Linked DNA regions of Mus musculus: regions 2, 3 and 4 are each linked to region 1. A link is a contact called in public Hi-C and promoter capture Hi-C data. All regions are on one chromosome and are shown on one strand. The core of a region is the stretch at or near the end of the contact, and the rest is flanking DNA. Distances in the headings are between cores, read along the strand shown.

The links. Promoter capture Hi-C pulls out the DNA fragments that hold promoters and counts their contacts. A called contact is a pair of places that touch in the nucleus more often than the background predicts.
Region 2: a contact with region 1 is called in a promoter capture Hi-C map of pre-B cells. The contact joins the promoter of Eif3e here to the promoter of Rad21 in region 1. A contact is called at or near these places in 1 of 39 promoter capture datasets (pre-B cells) and 1 of 484 Hi-C or Micro-C datasets (CD4 T cells).
Region 3: a promoter capture Hi-C map of pre-B cells shows a contact between it and region 1. The contact joins the promoter of Eny2 here to the promoter of Rad21 in region 1. A contact is called at or near these places in 1 of 39 promoter capture datasets (pre-B cells) and 2 of 484 Hi-C or Micro-C datasets (CD4 T cells and pre-B cells).
Region 4: a contact with region 1 is called in a Hi-C map of CD8 T cells, with 9 times the contacts expected there. The contact joins the promoter of Ebag9 here to the promoter of Rad21 in region 1. A contact is called at or near these places in 1 of 39 promoter capture datasets (pre-B cells) and 3 of 484 Hi-C or Micro-C datasets (CD4 T cells and CD8 T cells).

What each region holds. Positions count from the first base shown.
Region 1 is chr15:51,989,874-51,993,393 of GRCm38.p6, forward strand. Rad21 (RAD21 cohesin complex component) reads right to left here and starts at 1,887. Exons shown (of 14, transcript NM_009009.4): 1 at 1,674-1,887. It overlaps Gm52217, which reads left to right and starts at 1,102. Exons shown (of 2, transcript XM_030248881.1): 1 at 1,102-1,916. The coding sequence starts at 1,196.
Region 2 is chr15:43,280,972-43,284,491 of GRCm38.p6, forward strand. It overlaps Eif3e (eukaryotic translation initiation factor 3, subunit E), which reads right to left and starts at 1,765. Exons shown (of 13, transcript NM_008388.2): 1 at 1,632-1,765. The coding sequence starts at 1,721.
Region 3 is chr15:44,426,104-44,429,623 of GRCm38.p6, forward strand. It overlaps Eny2 (ENY2 transcription and export complex 2 subunit), which reads left to right and starts at 2,008. Exons shown (of 5, transcript NM_175009.3): 1 at 2,008-2,139; 2 at 3,457-3,520. The coding sequence starts at 2,134. Nudcd1 (NudC domain containing 1) reads right to left here and starts at 2,204. Exons shown (of 10, transcript NM_001113554.1): 1 at 1,559-2,204. The coding sequence starts at 1,673.
Region 4 is chr15:44,617,506-44,621,025 of GRCm38.p6, forward strand. Ebag9 (estrogen receptor-binding fragment-associated gene 9) reads left to right here and starts at 1,935. Exons shown (of 7, transcript NM_001357691.1): 1 at 1,935-2,402.

The sequences.
Region 1 (3,520 bases), core at 637-3,136:
AGTCTCAAAAATCAACTTGCCCAGTTAGAATATTCACACCTTTAAGGTAGGATGGAAAACAAAATATATTTCTCAAGAATTAAGTTTTCATCCGGGCGTGGTGGCGCATGCCTTTAATCCCAGCACTTGGGAGGCAGAGGCAGGCGGATTTCTGAGTTCGAGGCCAGCCTGGTCTACAAAGTGAGTTCCAGGACAGCCAGGGCTATACAGAGAAACCCTGTCTCGAAAAACCAAAAAAAAAAAAAAAAAAAAAAAAAAAAAAGAATAAGAATTAAGTTTTCCCAACTACCCAAGTATAACTCTCTCAGAATCTGCATGTTTTGCTAAGTCTGAAAAGAAATTCCCAATTTACTGTGCATAATACAAAAAGCACCGTGTCCACTCCTTAAACAACTCTGTAACTTTGGTTATACAAACTCTAAGATAATTCAAACACTGGACAAGGCACACACCTTCACCAATACCTTCTTAAAGAAAGTTGCCTCCAACCTTAAAGGTATTTACAATTTAAGAAAGCGACTTCAGTCTGTTCCAAAACCCTGCAGCCTTTCAGTTCACTGGCATTTGATTTTTAATAGGATTTTGCACCCTTGGTGGGGGTGGTGGGCACGGGACGGGACGACGCCGAAGCTCTTCCAATACAGTTTAAGGAGAGCAAATATTAACTTTCCTTTGTAAAGAGAAGCCGAAGTACAGAAGCCACTTCCATAAGCCATTCAAACACCAACGCGTTTTGGAACGCTGAAGACAGCTTAACAAATCAGAGAGCACGAAGAAAACGTCCACAGCGTTTCCCTCTTAAATTTGAAGAAGGCCGCTTGGTCTAGTTGAACACCTCGACAGTGTCACCTTACACTATCCTGGCAGAGCCTACTCAAAGCCTTTCTGTGCCACGAAAAAGGCACCCAGCCTCGGAACGTCTCTACAACACTCGATCCTTAGCCATTAAAGAAATTAAAAAAAAAAAAAAAGTTTAGAAAAGTTAAGGGGAATACCAGCTACACTCATGTTCTTGGAAGCAATGTTATTCGATCGTGTTTTAAAACAGCCGGTCCAATTTCTGAGATGCCCAACACACAAATATATACATTATAGAGAAATCCGGTTGAGGGAGACAGAAGAACAGGCGAGTGAGTCCACGATCCCTGCGGCCAGCACACGCCTGGCGCGACCCGGACCCCGGACTCCACACCCGATGCACCGCGCCCGCCCGCCCAGGAGTCTCCCTGACGGCTCCCGCCCTGAGTCCCGCGTCTTTGCAGACAGCCATCTTCCCCCCCGAGGGGGCGGCCAGCTCCGAGAGCGGGCTCGTTCAAACCTCCCCTTCTCTCCCCGTCAGCCCCGGGATCCCGCTGTCCCACCTCCGCGCGGCCGAGGGTCGCTTTTGTGGGCCCTGGACTGCGGCGGAACCATTAGGAAGTCAGCAGGCGCGGTGCACGGCCCCGGGGCAGCGAGGAACCCCCCCAGGCGAGGGCGGCCCCGGGACGTAGGGGGCCCGGAGAGCGCGGGGTCGCCGGGCGCTGCCCGGGAGCTGGCAGCACTCGGGGGCCGCAACGCCGGCCGCCTCGCACCGCAACTGCGGGCCGCGGAGCCCGCGCCCCGGGAGCAACCCGGCGGGGCAGAGCACCGGGGAGGGAGCCAGAGCCCGAGGAGGGGTCGGCCCGATCGCTTACCTGGATCTCGGCGGGGAGCCGGGAGGGGTGGGTGGCCCGGGGAGGGGGGGAAGGGTCAGGGGAGGGGGCGGGGAGAGGGGGAGCCCTTGTGCGGTGTAGCCTCGGAGCTGCTCCCGCCACCGCCACGGCCGCCGCCTCCTTTTCCGATTCACTCAAACAAACAAGATGGCGGCCGTTACGGCGCGGCTCTTCCGGCCGCCCAAATCCTCGGTTCAAATCGGCAGGATGTTTACGGTCAAAAAGGTACGTGTGCGCCTGCGCAACCCGCCGGAGCCGCCCCCCACCCACAGAAGGGGCGGCGCAGGCGCGCTGACCACTTCCTTGTCTCTGGACCAGCCACCTATTGGCCACGGAGCAGGCGCAAAGGGTTCCTTGAAGAGGTTTGCGGAGCGTCAGAGTTGGCAAATGCAGCGCCTGCGCAACACCGTGTAACTAATTGGGGTTTAACTTGAACTCGAGTTAAAGCAGGTCTTTGCTGTTGGCCAGTTTTCTTTGCGCCCGGCAAAAATAAAAATTATTTTAATGACCTTGTACAGCGACGAAGGAAACAAAAATCTTAAGCTAGCTGCTGGAAAAGTAAGGCCTAATTGGTTCGGCCAACCTGTGCTTATATTAGGTTTGCAGCAAAAAGCATGCTACCGAGGCCCTGGGAGAAATTTTTTGAGAGTAGATTCCTTTTACACGCAGTTCCTAAACTAACTTTGGTCTCCCATTCATGGAGTCTCATATATGTTCTTGAAAGTTCCCTTTAACAACATTTGATTCTCTGGCGGTGGTGGTACACGCCTTTAACCTCAGCACTCGGAAGGCAGAGGCAGGTGCATCTCTGTGAGTTCAAGACCAGCTTGGTCACAAGGTCCAGGACAGCCAATACTACACAGAGGAGCCCTATCTCAAACCAAAACAACAATAACAAAAACCAACAAAACAACATTTGATTCTTTGAAGCAGATGCTTGCTTATGGTTCATCAGTAAATTTCTTACTGTGGGAGTTAGCTACTGACAGTTTGGAAACACCTGCTGAAGGTGCGTGTGTCAACTTTAGGCAGTTTGCTTAACAAACCTTTGACAGGACAGATTTAATTAACAGATTTCACCTCTATTCATTGGAAAATAATCCACTTTCCTTTTTTTGGCTACGTAGTAATGACTTTTATGATTTGACTTAATAACTGACCGAGAAACTGCTTGCTGTCATTCTCTAAAGCCTTTTTATAAAGCAGTTCTGTTCTGCTTGTCTGTCTCATGATAACACACAACACATTTGAGAGAGGAAAACGGTAGGAGGATTATAAAACATACAGTAGCAGATTTTGGTTTAGAACTGCACACAGTTTTGCAGAGCTGTTCCTCGGAACTGATCAACTCTTGAAAAAGGATTATATATGTCAAAAACACTAGAGTAAGTAGGAAGCTTAGAGTAAGAGGATTGACAAGATTTTTGGGAATATCACAATGTGTTTTGGCATAACTTTAAAGCTTTTACAGTAAATGAAAAAAATAAGGTATAAAGCATTTGTTTAAAAAAAAAAAGCATTTGTTTAATAAAGAAAACTCCCCAAGTAAAATGCCTTAAGGTCTTGGACTAAGCAGAAGGAAATGGGTTTAAAACACTGATAAAACACTGATAATGATTTTGCTGTTTATCTGGATTTTGATAAGAAATGTCATTTAAGGATAAGATATGTAGTAAAATATAATCAGGCACAGACATAGAGAAGCAAAGAAGTTAGGGATAACAGTCCGTATTTCAAATACCAACACAATACAATATGTATGAATTAAATGAGTGAAAATAATCCCTCGGGGTGTGTGTGTGTGTGTGTGTGTTACATTTAAGTTTAAT
Region 2 (3,520 bases), core at 515-3,014, 8.7 Mb before region 1:
GGTTAACAGAAATTCTTGAATTTTAACAGTATTTAGTCAATACTTGCCTGATATGTATCATTTTTACCTTACAGACACATCAATCTATAAAAAGGTTACATTTTTCAATGGTGAGATGCTGGAGATTTAGCTTGGATTTTTCATAGTTTATGTCTCAATATTTAGGAACGGTCTTCCTCTTGAAGTATTAAAGCCACCGTACTACCCCGGTAATAACATTCTTTTAGATGTTTCCCGAGTCTCAGTTATAGCCTTGCCTATGAATAAACAATCTACACTTACACATTCTTCCCTTAAAAACATAAATGCATTAAAAAACACAAAAATATTAAGTTCAGGCAGATCTAAAATATCTCTGCTACACTAGCAAGGTGAGAGACTTCAATATGTATATATCTATATCTGTATCTGTCTATCTATATATATATATATCATATACTCAGAAAATGAAACAAAAGACAGTCAGAACTTTTTCTCTCTAGTGTGCAGACTACAAAATTCAATGCAAAAAGAATATATCCATCAAGCTCATGACCCACCTGTCAAGACATTCTTCAGCATTTATTGAAAATTAATTTTGCTGTTCCCTGCTGACAATACACTTGTTTAGAAAACTTCCTATGAATATAAATACTATACCTGTCATATAAACCGTAGCTATCTGGAAGCGTATATATGTCATCAAAACAGTTTTACTAGACTTTTTAGAAAACTGCCAGTGAACACAAAATACCTGCCCCTGAATCTGCAGTTCCCTGTTATAATCTGTGTCCAGAAAGCACAACTTACTAACTCTGCTAGACAAAATTCTAGCCTTACACTTTACTTACTGTAATTAGTAAAATGCATCAATTTCTCCATAAAGCCAATATATAGTTAGCCATAATAGTTCTAATCCAATACTTCTTCTCAGTACCCCCAAACAAACTCCTAAATTCAGGACTGAAACGTATTAAGTCCCCAAACTACATACTTAGGACATCTCATTGAACATTTATGACTGAATCATACTTCGTTAAGTCTGAACATCAACACTAAAAACAAAGTTTACATTGCAGCTTGTGGGTTATTCTTGGTCCTCACTCTCATCTGACAAAGTACGCTACATTCCTATGAAATAAATATCTATCGATGACCAGGAAATTCACAGCAAAGTATCCACAACTTCAAGGAAATTAGAATGCCTGAAATGTAAGAGAATCTTGTAATGGGATTCTGAACACAACCCAAATCCAAGGCCATAGACTCAATTTCTAAAAAGAAAACTGAAATTTCCAATAGCATCCGTGGCGAGCCCAAAGCACTCGCTCAGCCAACGCAGCTTCAGGCAAAAACAGACATGGCCGCCCGCAGGATCCTGAGCCTCGGGCCAGGAAGCAAAGACCCCGGCGTCGCCAGAACCCCGCGCTGTCACCTCACCCCTCCGGACGCACAGCCGAGTCCCACCGCCCCGAGCACCCCGACAGCGCTACGATACGCGGGAAGCTGCTGTCCCAGGGCCCAGCCCGTGTCTGTCAGGGCGGCCCAAGCCGGCTTCCGGCTCGCACGTGTGTAGGCCCTGCCGCCGCCTCCCCGCGTCTCCAGGCGCCTCTCTCGTCCCTACGCCGTCCTCCTTCTCAAAGCTTCCTCACCTCTTTCACAGAGAGAAACTCAAGAAGCGGAAAGACCAGGTGCCGATCCAGAAAATGCGCGATGCGAGTAGTCAGGTCGTACTCCGCCATCTTGCCGGGGGAAAGGAGCGCTTGTTCGCTAAAACTTTATTGACAGCTCCGAGAGGCGGACAGGCCCCGCACTGCGCATGTGCAGTAGTGGCCCCGCCCAAGCGTGCTGATGACAACGGCAGCAGTTGCGCGTGGTGGCCTCTCCCTCCCTCCCCACGCCTTCTGGGTGGGGCTCAAACTTTGCACATAATTTCTCTTGTTTGGAAGTTCTGTCGCTTCTTGTACCAATAAAGAAAAGCTAGTTTTAAGGAGGAAAGAACCCAAGAGTTTAGTTTTACACATAAGTAGACGAAGTATAGCCTGCCTGACATCTACGTGGAAAGAGTACATATTTGAAACTACAACTAGGTCTCAAAGATCAGTACTAAAGCAATACACTATTAACTCTGGGTAACTTACTAATGGAACTGAAAACCATGCATAAAATTAAGCTGAAAGAGTGTTTGAAAGAGAGGTGAGGGAGGTTAAATCTAGGTAATTCACCTTACACAAATGGGGGCAAGTATGATCAAGCCTAGAAACTAGATCACTGAAATATATGTGATGGCTATTTATGGTGGTCAACTTGACTACATTTGGAATCTAACAAAATCACAAGCAGTTAGGTACATCTGTGAGAGATTTTTCTTAATTAAGCTATTTAAGATAAGACCTATCTTAAATCCATATCACTAAGATGAGAAGATCCACCTTTAATCTGGACCTTTAGGCAGGCTAAGTATAGAAAAAGAAGATTAAGCCCTTTGCTAGCTTGCCCTTGTTCTCCCTGGCAAGTTCATTCTTTCGCTGACATTAAAACCTAGTTCTCCTGGATTCCAGCTTATACTGAAGATCACCTAGGACATCCAGCCTTAATTGAACAGCTACTATATTCTTAGACTTTTCATTGGGAGACAGACATTTTTGGAATAGACTATAACCTGTAATCCATTCAAATAAATCCAATTTACACACACACACACACACACACAGACACACACACACACACACATCTTAGGGTTTTACTGTTGTAAACAGACACCATGACCAAGGCAGCTCTTATTAAGGACATTGAATTGGGGTTGGCTTACAGGTTCTGAGTTTCAGTCTATTATCATCAAGGCAGGAACATGGCAGCACCCAGGCAGGTTTGGTTCAGGAGGATCTGAAAGTTCTACCTCTTCATCTGAAGACTGCTAGCAGAATACTGGCTTCTTGTCAGCTAAGATGAGGGTCTTAAAGCTCACACTAACACTGACATACCTACTCCAACAGGGCCACAGATTCTAATAGTGCTACTCCCTGGGCTGAGCGTATACAAACCATAACACGCATTCAACCAGTCTCTCTCTAGAAAACCCTAACTAATATAACCTGGATGAAGGAGGGAAGCACCAGAGGATCCAAGAAGCATTTAGTTAAGTAAAACAGCTCTGATAGCTCATGGCAATAAATAAAGCCTACATTTGTATTTAAATTGTTCACAGCCATTTATTTATTTACATTTACTTAAATTATCCACAACAATTTTCTCCTGTTAATATTTGACTCTGGTCATTTCTTCCTGGCACATCCTATCCTATTGATGACCTTTACATGGACTCTTTCAATTAGTTGTGGATGAAAAAATCTACTCATAGTGAACATAAAAGGCAAAAGGAGAAAGATCACAGCAACATATATAAACATGCTTTGAAGATATTTACAAGAAAGATATTCTAGTAGATCTTCTAGTAGATATAGGATGCAGGCAGTGTGAAAAGAATGGGGTTTGTATGCTGGTAGTACTAGGTGTAATACTGATCTAAACAACTAAGGGA
Region 3 (3,520 bases), core at 758-3,257, 7.6 Mb before region 1:
AATTCTTCACTTGATTATTTAATTTGCTTTGCCCAATGGAACAAGTGGAAATGTGTCGACAGCCACTGGAACAGCATGTACACCGTGACTTAACTTCCGCAAACAGCCTGTGCTAGCCTGTTGAAAGGTGACCAGCCATATGGAAGACTCAAGTCAAGATCATCTGGCAAGTGATCTAGACAAATCAAGCTGACTAGAACTGCCTCTGCCAACTCGTAACTGAATGAGCAGTGAGGAGAACCTGCTGGCTTGAGCCATTAGGTTTTGTTCCTTCGAATTTTGTTTCCAATCAATTGGCTAACTAAACATGGCCGGATCATTTATTGACACAGAAAGAAAAGCAACAAAAAACGTCCAAGAGAAAGAACAAAAAGAAGGAAGCACCTCTCCTCTTATACCAGCCAACAGCTACCTGTTTTCCTTCACAACTCAAGTCCCTCATCAACTCCTACCGGAAGTTTTCCCAGGTCTCCAAACAAGTTGAGAAAACATACTCAGTTAGACCATTACATTTGCTCACGTTCCTCTCACTACTTGCCCATACTGTAATTAGATGTTTATTAGTGAATGGATTATGATTTATTAGGTACTCATGATTATACCAATCACGTAATCATCTCGATGAATCACAAAACAGGCCCACAACAATTACTTTTACACTTAAGAAACTTTAAAAACAAACAAACAAACAAACAAACAAAAAACCCAAGCATTTGTTGGTCTACTTGTTTATGTCTTTAATCCCAGCACAGAGGCAGCTGGTTATCTGTGAGTTCTGGGCCAGCCTGGGCTACAAAGCAAGTGCCAGGACAGTCAAGAATAGACTCCCTACAATCTAGATACAATCTAGAGAAAAGATACATAGATACATACATAAGTAACGCTTGATACTCAAACGTCGACTAACACCTCTAGATCACTATTTCTCAAAGTACAACCTATGGAAAACTTGTATCAAAATAAGAATCTGCAGAGACATGTATTTAAAAACACAAATCCCTGGACACTTTCCCTAACAAAACTACAATTCCTATGGTTGTAAAAAGGAGAATAGCCTCTAGGAAGTTACAGATAAATAAGTAGTAGCAGCAAGCAACAGTAAGCGCACTAAATCACTTGCCCTCAATAAATTGTAGCATGATCCAGGACCCGAGTATTTGAAACTGCTAACTGAATGTGGAAATTTTTCTCTCCCAAGAAATGATTCTGCGTCAGAAGGAAAAAGGGAGTTGGGGACTTTCCAAGGAGGTGTGGCTTCTCAGCGAACACGTTTACTAAAGGTAAGGTTTGGGAAGGAAGGACAACTTGAACCTTCAGAGCAGGAGCCAGAGATGTATGGGCGGAGAACATCCGAGCCTGAGCTGCGGACGCCTAGGCCAGCCCACAGTGCCGCGGCTAAGGCGCGGAAGGAAAGGGGGCATCCTCGGGTCCCCGCGTGGACGGCCGCTCTAGGTGCAGACCGGCAGGAGGTGGCTGGCTAGCCGGAGTGACAGAGGGTTGCGCCAATGGCAGCCTCAACAAGAAGGAACCGGGTGCGAGAGGGTGCCGCCGATCCCACCTGCATCAAGCTCCAGCTGGTAGCAGGGCAGCGGTTCGAGAGACAGCTTGTAGCCCTCGAAGCGGGGATCCAGCAGAGGTCTTTTCACCCGCAGAGAGCAATTGGCCGCCTCCATCGCGTTCCCCCGATCCCAGCAAGAGAATCAATAAAGCTCTTGTTGAAAGGTCCGCGCTTCACTCCTGGAACTGAGGCTGGGAAACGGCGTGGTTCCCATCCCAGACGACTCTGCGGCGCCACGTCTCTTCTGGGAAGTGTAGTGTCCATGAGAAATTTGGTTCTGTTGCAATGCTGGGAAATGTAGTTTTTTGATCCCTGAACCCACGTCAGCTAACAGACTCTGGACTTCCTTACCCAGAGGGCCGAGCGACCAGAAGGCGGCCCGCGCTAGTTGAATTCTCACATTATAGGCAGGGTGGCCAGATCCCGCCCCGGAAATGCGTGGTCTAGCTTTCTGTGTGCTTAGGTGCCCGAGCTACTGAGGGTCTAAGTCCGGGCAGCCGAAGAGTGTGGTAGGTAACGGTCGTCAGCGCAAGGGTCATTTCGTCGCTGGGAAGGGACGGCCCTCGCCCGCGGTGATGGTGGTGAGCTATGCCCGTGGTCCTCAGGGCCGGGACCCGGGCCCAGCCCAGGCTCCTTTCGATGTGCTGTCTTTCGTTAGCTTCCCCGACCCGCGCTCGCTCGCTCGCTCGCTCGCGGGCCTGTAGGGCTCTCCGACAGGGCGTGCTGCTGGAGTTGGCCGGGAGCCAGTCCCCGCTTTGTTTTCTGGCTCCTCCCCTCCCGCCTCTCCAGCTGTCTGCGCCGTGTTGCATTTTCCTAAAGAATGTCAGAACCGGGAGGGAGTCCCTAGCGCCCTGGTTTTACCAGTGAGAAAACTGAGGCCTTTAGGCATTAAGTGACTTGCCCAAGGTCACTATCCGTGATTTTAGGGGCCAAGACGAGACGAAGTTTTGCTGTTCTTGCTATGACACTGTCTAAACTTTTGCAGTTAATTTGGAAATGTTAAGCCCCAACTACAGAAGTAAAGCGTTGCCTAGTTATTAACCCTCTGTTCACCTGCTTCTTGCGCAGCCCAACTCTGAAAATTCTTTGTAGTCTGAATTTCCATACAGACAAGACGGAGAATTACAAAAGAAGATTCACACTAAGTAGGAAAACATTAACTTAAACCTGACTTTTAAATGGCAAAAATGCGCTCAAAAGTTAACCTTGCTTTTTTTTTTTTTCCCCTACACCTATTTTGGCATTGGTTGTCTGTTTTTTATTGAAAATGAAGAATTTCTCAAAGACTAGTTTGAAATTCGTTTTCTTACTTACCCTTCAGAAATAAGGATATGAAATCCAAAGCTAGGGTAGCAGTTGTAATTCTCCGTGAAGTTTATTGGGTAAAGCAAGCACATAGTCTTATTTCATTTTTCATAGTCGTATCTTTTATTAGTGTGCATGCTATGGCTTACCCAGAAATTGAATGCAGTTAAGATGCAGAAATGAACGCCAGTCAGATATTAGTGTACAATTAAATAAGGTGGGACTCCAAGTACCTGACTTCACATTCTGTCTCTGTGCCTCAGTGTTCTCATCTGTAAAATGGAATTGTGTCATTAGAGCAAATTTGGGGGTTAAATATTCTCAGTTTTAGGTACATAAGTGCTTAATGGTATTATAATAGTAGTTATTCCCTTTTTAAAAAGACAAAGAAAATAAACAATAAAGAGCTTATGAGGGAAGGGAATTGGGATACAGGAAATAGTACTAAGAATAATAATACCATGTAAGGTACTTAAAATTATCATCCTTTCCTTATTATAATGTTCAATGTATTAGGATGATTGTCTAGAGAGGTCTTAGAAGGAAACACTTTTCTAAATATTATGTATCTCAAAATGCATGTTGATGTCCAGGTTAGCAAGATGAACAAAGATGCGCAGATGAGAGCAGCGATTAACCAAAAGTTAATAGAAACTG
Region 4 (3,520 bases), core at 685-3,184, 7.4 Mb before region 1:
CATGCTCCTATTAGGATTTCGGGAAATCAAAAAATGGCAGAAATTATAGATTATTGGAATTTGGATAATACTAGATTGGATTATAGATAGAATACCTGTTTCAGGGACCTCAGGTGATTTATTTATTCATTTATTTATTTGATGTGTGGCTGTGTAGTTACTAAAAATGTTGCAGCTTTATGATAGTTGAGTGGCTATTATCTATGATTGCTTGATATGTGCCTGACTGCACTGAAAGCATTGCAAGTATTAAATGCACTTAAGAGGAGACCAGATTAAATTAATTCATGTTTACCTAGAACCAGAGAAAGAATCCTAAATTTACTTTTTCCTCATTGTTAGGGTAAGCATACTAAACTGCTGTCTTGGATTAGTGGTACACACCAGTAATCTCAGAATGCTGTAGAAGCTGAGGCAGGAGGGGCTTAAGTTTCAGGATTGCAAGAACCTTTCTCAAAGAAAATAAAGCACAATAAATAGTAATAAAAATATGGAGCAGATTGCAGTGAAGAGGGTGGGGGGTAGAATATTTCAGGTTACATGGATAGACGAATCATGGTGAGAGAACAAAGGCAGCTGAATCTTTAAAAAGGAATAGGAAGGAAAGGCTAGTTGAGGAAGAATTTGAAAAAACTGCTTTCAACTTTTCGATATATCATAAACACAAATATATGTACACACACACACACACACACACACTCCCTTGCCAGCCACTTCCTAATAGTAGCTTCTTAAGAATTCTTAGTCCAACAGAACAATAAACTCGGATTTTTACAAGCACACAAGATAGAAAAAGAAAAGAAAACATGAAAAGAATATGCTTGTGTACATACATACATACATATGTATGTATAAACGTAGAAGTGAAACTGTCTAGAAGAACAAGGATCTATCAGCGGTGGGAGGAAAAAAAGGGGGTAGGAGGTTGTATCTGTTCAAGTTACAATGTTTCCTTAAATGAAAGCATTTTTATGGAACAAAGTAACATGTACAATAAAAAATAAAAACCAAAAGTCAATCAAACAGCAGAAAAATATCCGATTGCAAGAGAGAACCCCAAAAAGACAAGAGCTGGGTAAAAAGGCTAGCCCCTGATGCAGGATATAAGGAGGGACCTAGAAGAATCACCCGCCTTACTTTCAGTTAAAAACTGGACTAAGATTTAAACAGAGCCAGATAAATTCTGAAAGAGACGTGTAAACGTCTCAGGTCCAGCAGTAATTGGGGTCTGTCCTAGTCACACCCAAATCATTTTGAGACAGAGAGGCTTCGCCAATGTTTCACAATCTAGATGCAGTTTCGCCTTGGCCCCATCTAGCAGACAGGTTTAAGGATGGAACAGGAGACTTGGTCACAGGCGAGACACTAATCTACAAAGGAGGAAAGGAAAACAACTTGGCAGGAGCCCAGTTGCTCCAGGACAAAAAAAAACCCAACACACTACTATTAACAAAAGGCCAAAGCAGTTGCACTGTCCCGACTAACCACGCCCCTATGCACTCATTGGCTTGCGACTTGCACGTCAATGACGTATCTATCCTCTATTGGGCCAGAAGTACGAGAGGCAGAGTGCGGAAGCCAGAGCCTGGAGACAGGGTCTGGGCGGGGAAACGGGCGGGGCCAGGGCGGAGCTAGGGCGGGGTCCGGGCGGGTTTTTGGAGAAGGGGCGGCCATGGCGGCTGCGCGGCGGCCACGGCGGCTGCGACGGAGCGCGCGCCCGGCTTTGAATGAGCGGAGCTGGGACTGAGCTGGCGGAGCGCGAGCTCGAGGCAGACAGCGGCTGTGCGCGCGCGCGCCTCGTGAGCGCGCGTGGCCCGCGGCAGCTCGGAGCCTCCGCCGGGCGGGCGGGGAGGGGGAGGGGCAGGTGAGTGTGTGCGGCCTGCGCGCGCCCGCGAGGGGCTTTTTCTCTACCCACCCGCCTCCTGACCCGGTCCGGCCTGCGGCTGGTGGCCGCGCTTCCCGGTCACCCTCTGGGTCGCCCCGTACTTCCTGCCCTCCCGCCTTTCTCTTCGGCCCTCTACCTCGACCTCCCACTCGCCGAGCCACCACTCTGGGGTACTGTTTCCGGGTCAGGGTGACCTGTGGGGAGAGCCGAGCGTGGCTTGGAACCGGCTCGTCCCTGTCCCCTCGCTATGCTGCGGTCCCGCACGGGCGTCCCGCCTGGGAGCTGCCGACCCGGAAAAACCCCACGTTCAGTCTTTCCCAAGGGCAATGTGCCGCCTTCCTGCCCTCCTCTACGGGCCTCGCACCTCTCGGGGCCGATCTGCCCAACATCCAAACCCCATCCCACCCGGCTCCCACCTTCAGCAGTTTAGAACGCCTCACATGCCGCCCGCCACCGGGCGTGGGATTGCGTAACCAGAAAGCTCGCGTGTGTGTTGTTTTGCTCATCTGTGCAGTGGGTATGATTTTTTTTTTTTCCGCCAGCAAGTTCTAGGTGGGTAATCTGAAAGTGAAAATTATTTTAGTTATGAGACTCACCGTTGAGTCATTCAGAAGATCTTAACCCACCTTGGTTAACTAACAGTCCCCGGGGTGTCAAATTCGAAGGCCTGATGGTACAGAATGTTCGGTTTTTACCACCAGCTTTCCAAAACTGCACTTCTGCTTTTGCTTACATGCCTCCGGTGTTGACCCTTCCTTGTCATGTTTGAGTTCAGGTAGATTTTTATTTGGGAGCTTTATGATATTTAACTTTAGCGAGTCACAGACCTAATTTGAGTATATTCTGTGCTTTCGTAGGTCGTGGGACTTTCAAGTAATTGTATAGACTTAGAAATGCAGGATTAGGACAGCATTTGATGACTCGTTTAATGAGTATCACCTGGCTTGGCTTAATGAATTATAGTTTAATTGATGTATACTCCAGGATCTGAAGAAATTGAGCACAAGGACAGATTGACCACGTCATGCAGGATTCTTTTTCTTTATGCCTTCCTCCCTTATAGGGAAATCTTTCTTAGTTGTCACAACAGAGCTCTTCTTCCTATTGTTTAATTGGAAATGCCATTTCTTCAAAATTATTTCTCTGGCATAAAGTTTCTGCATTTTCTTAGTCATTTTCGTTTTTAAAATTTGAGTATTTTGGTAGGTTATTTCAATATTGTCCAGTTCTAGAAAGCATTTTAAAACACCCAAATTGCAAAGTAGCTCCAAGTAAGTGTTTTCCTAATTGAGAATCTATAGGTGTTTTAGAAATCAGACTGTAGTGATATGTATAAAATTGAAATCGTTTGAAACAGAATCAGGGCCTTAGGATTCCCCTCCTCCAGCCACTGCTGATTTAACCTGTTTAAATTACTCAGACCATTTATAGGCCTTATCCATTATATAGGAATGGTGAAACTATTGAACTAAATTCTGAACATGTTAAGGGCCCAAGGAATGTTAAGTTTTTAATTTTTAATTCAAGAAATATTGGACCACCTAAATGCTGTCATTGGCTAAGATGTAGAGATAACAAACTAAACCACACTGGTGGGGTCCTGCCCTTCTAGGCTCTTTTTCCTTTGAATAAAAG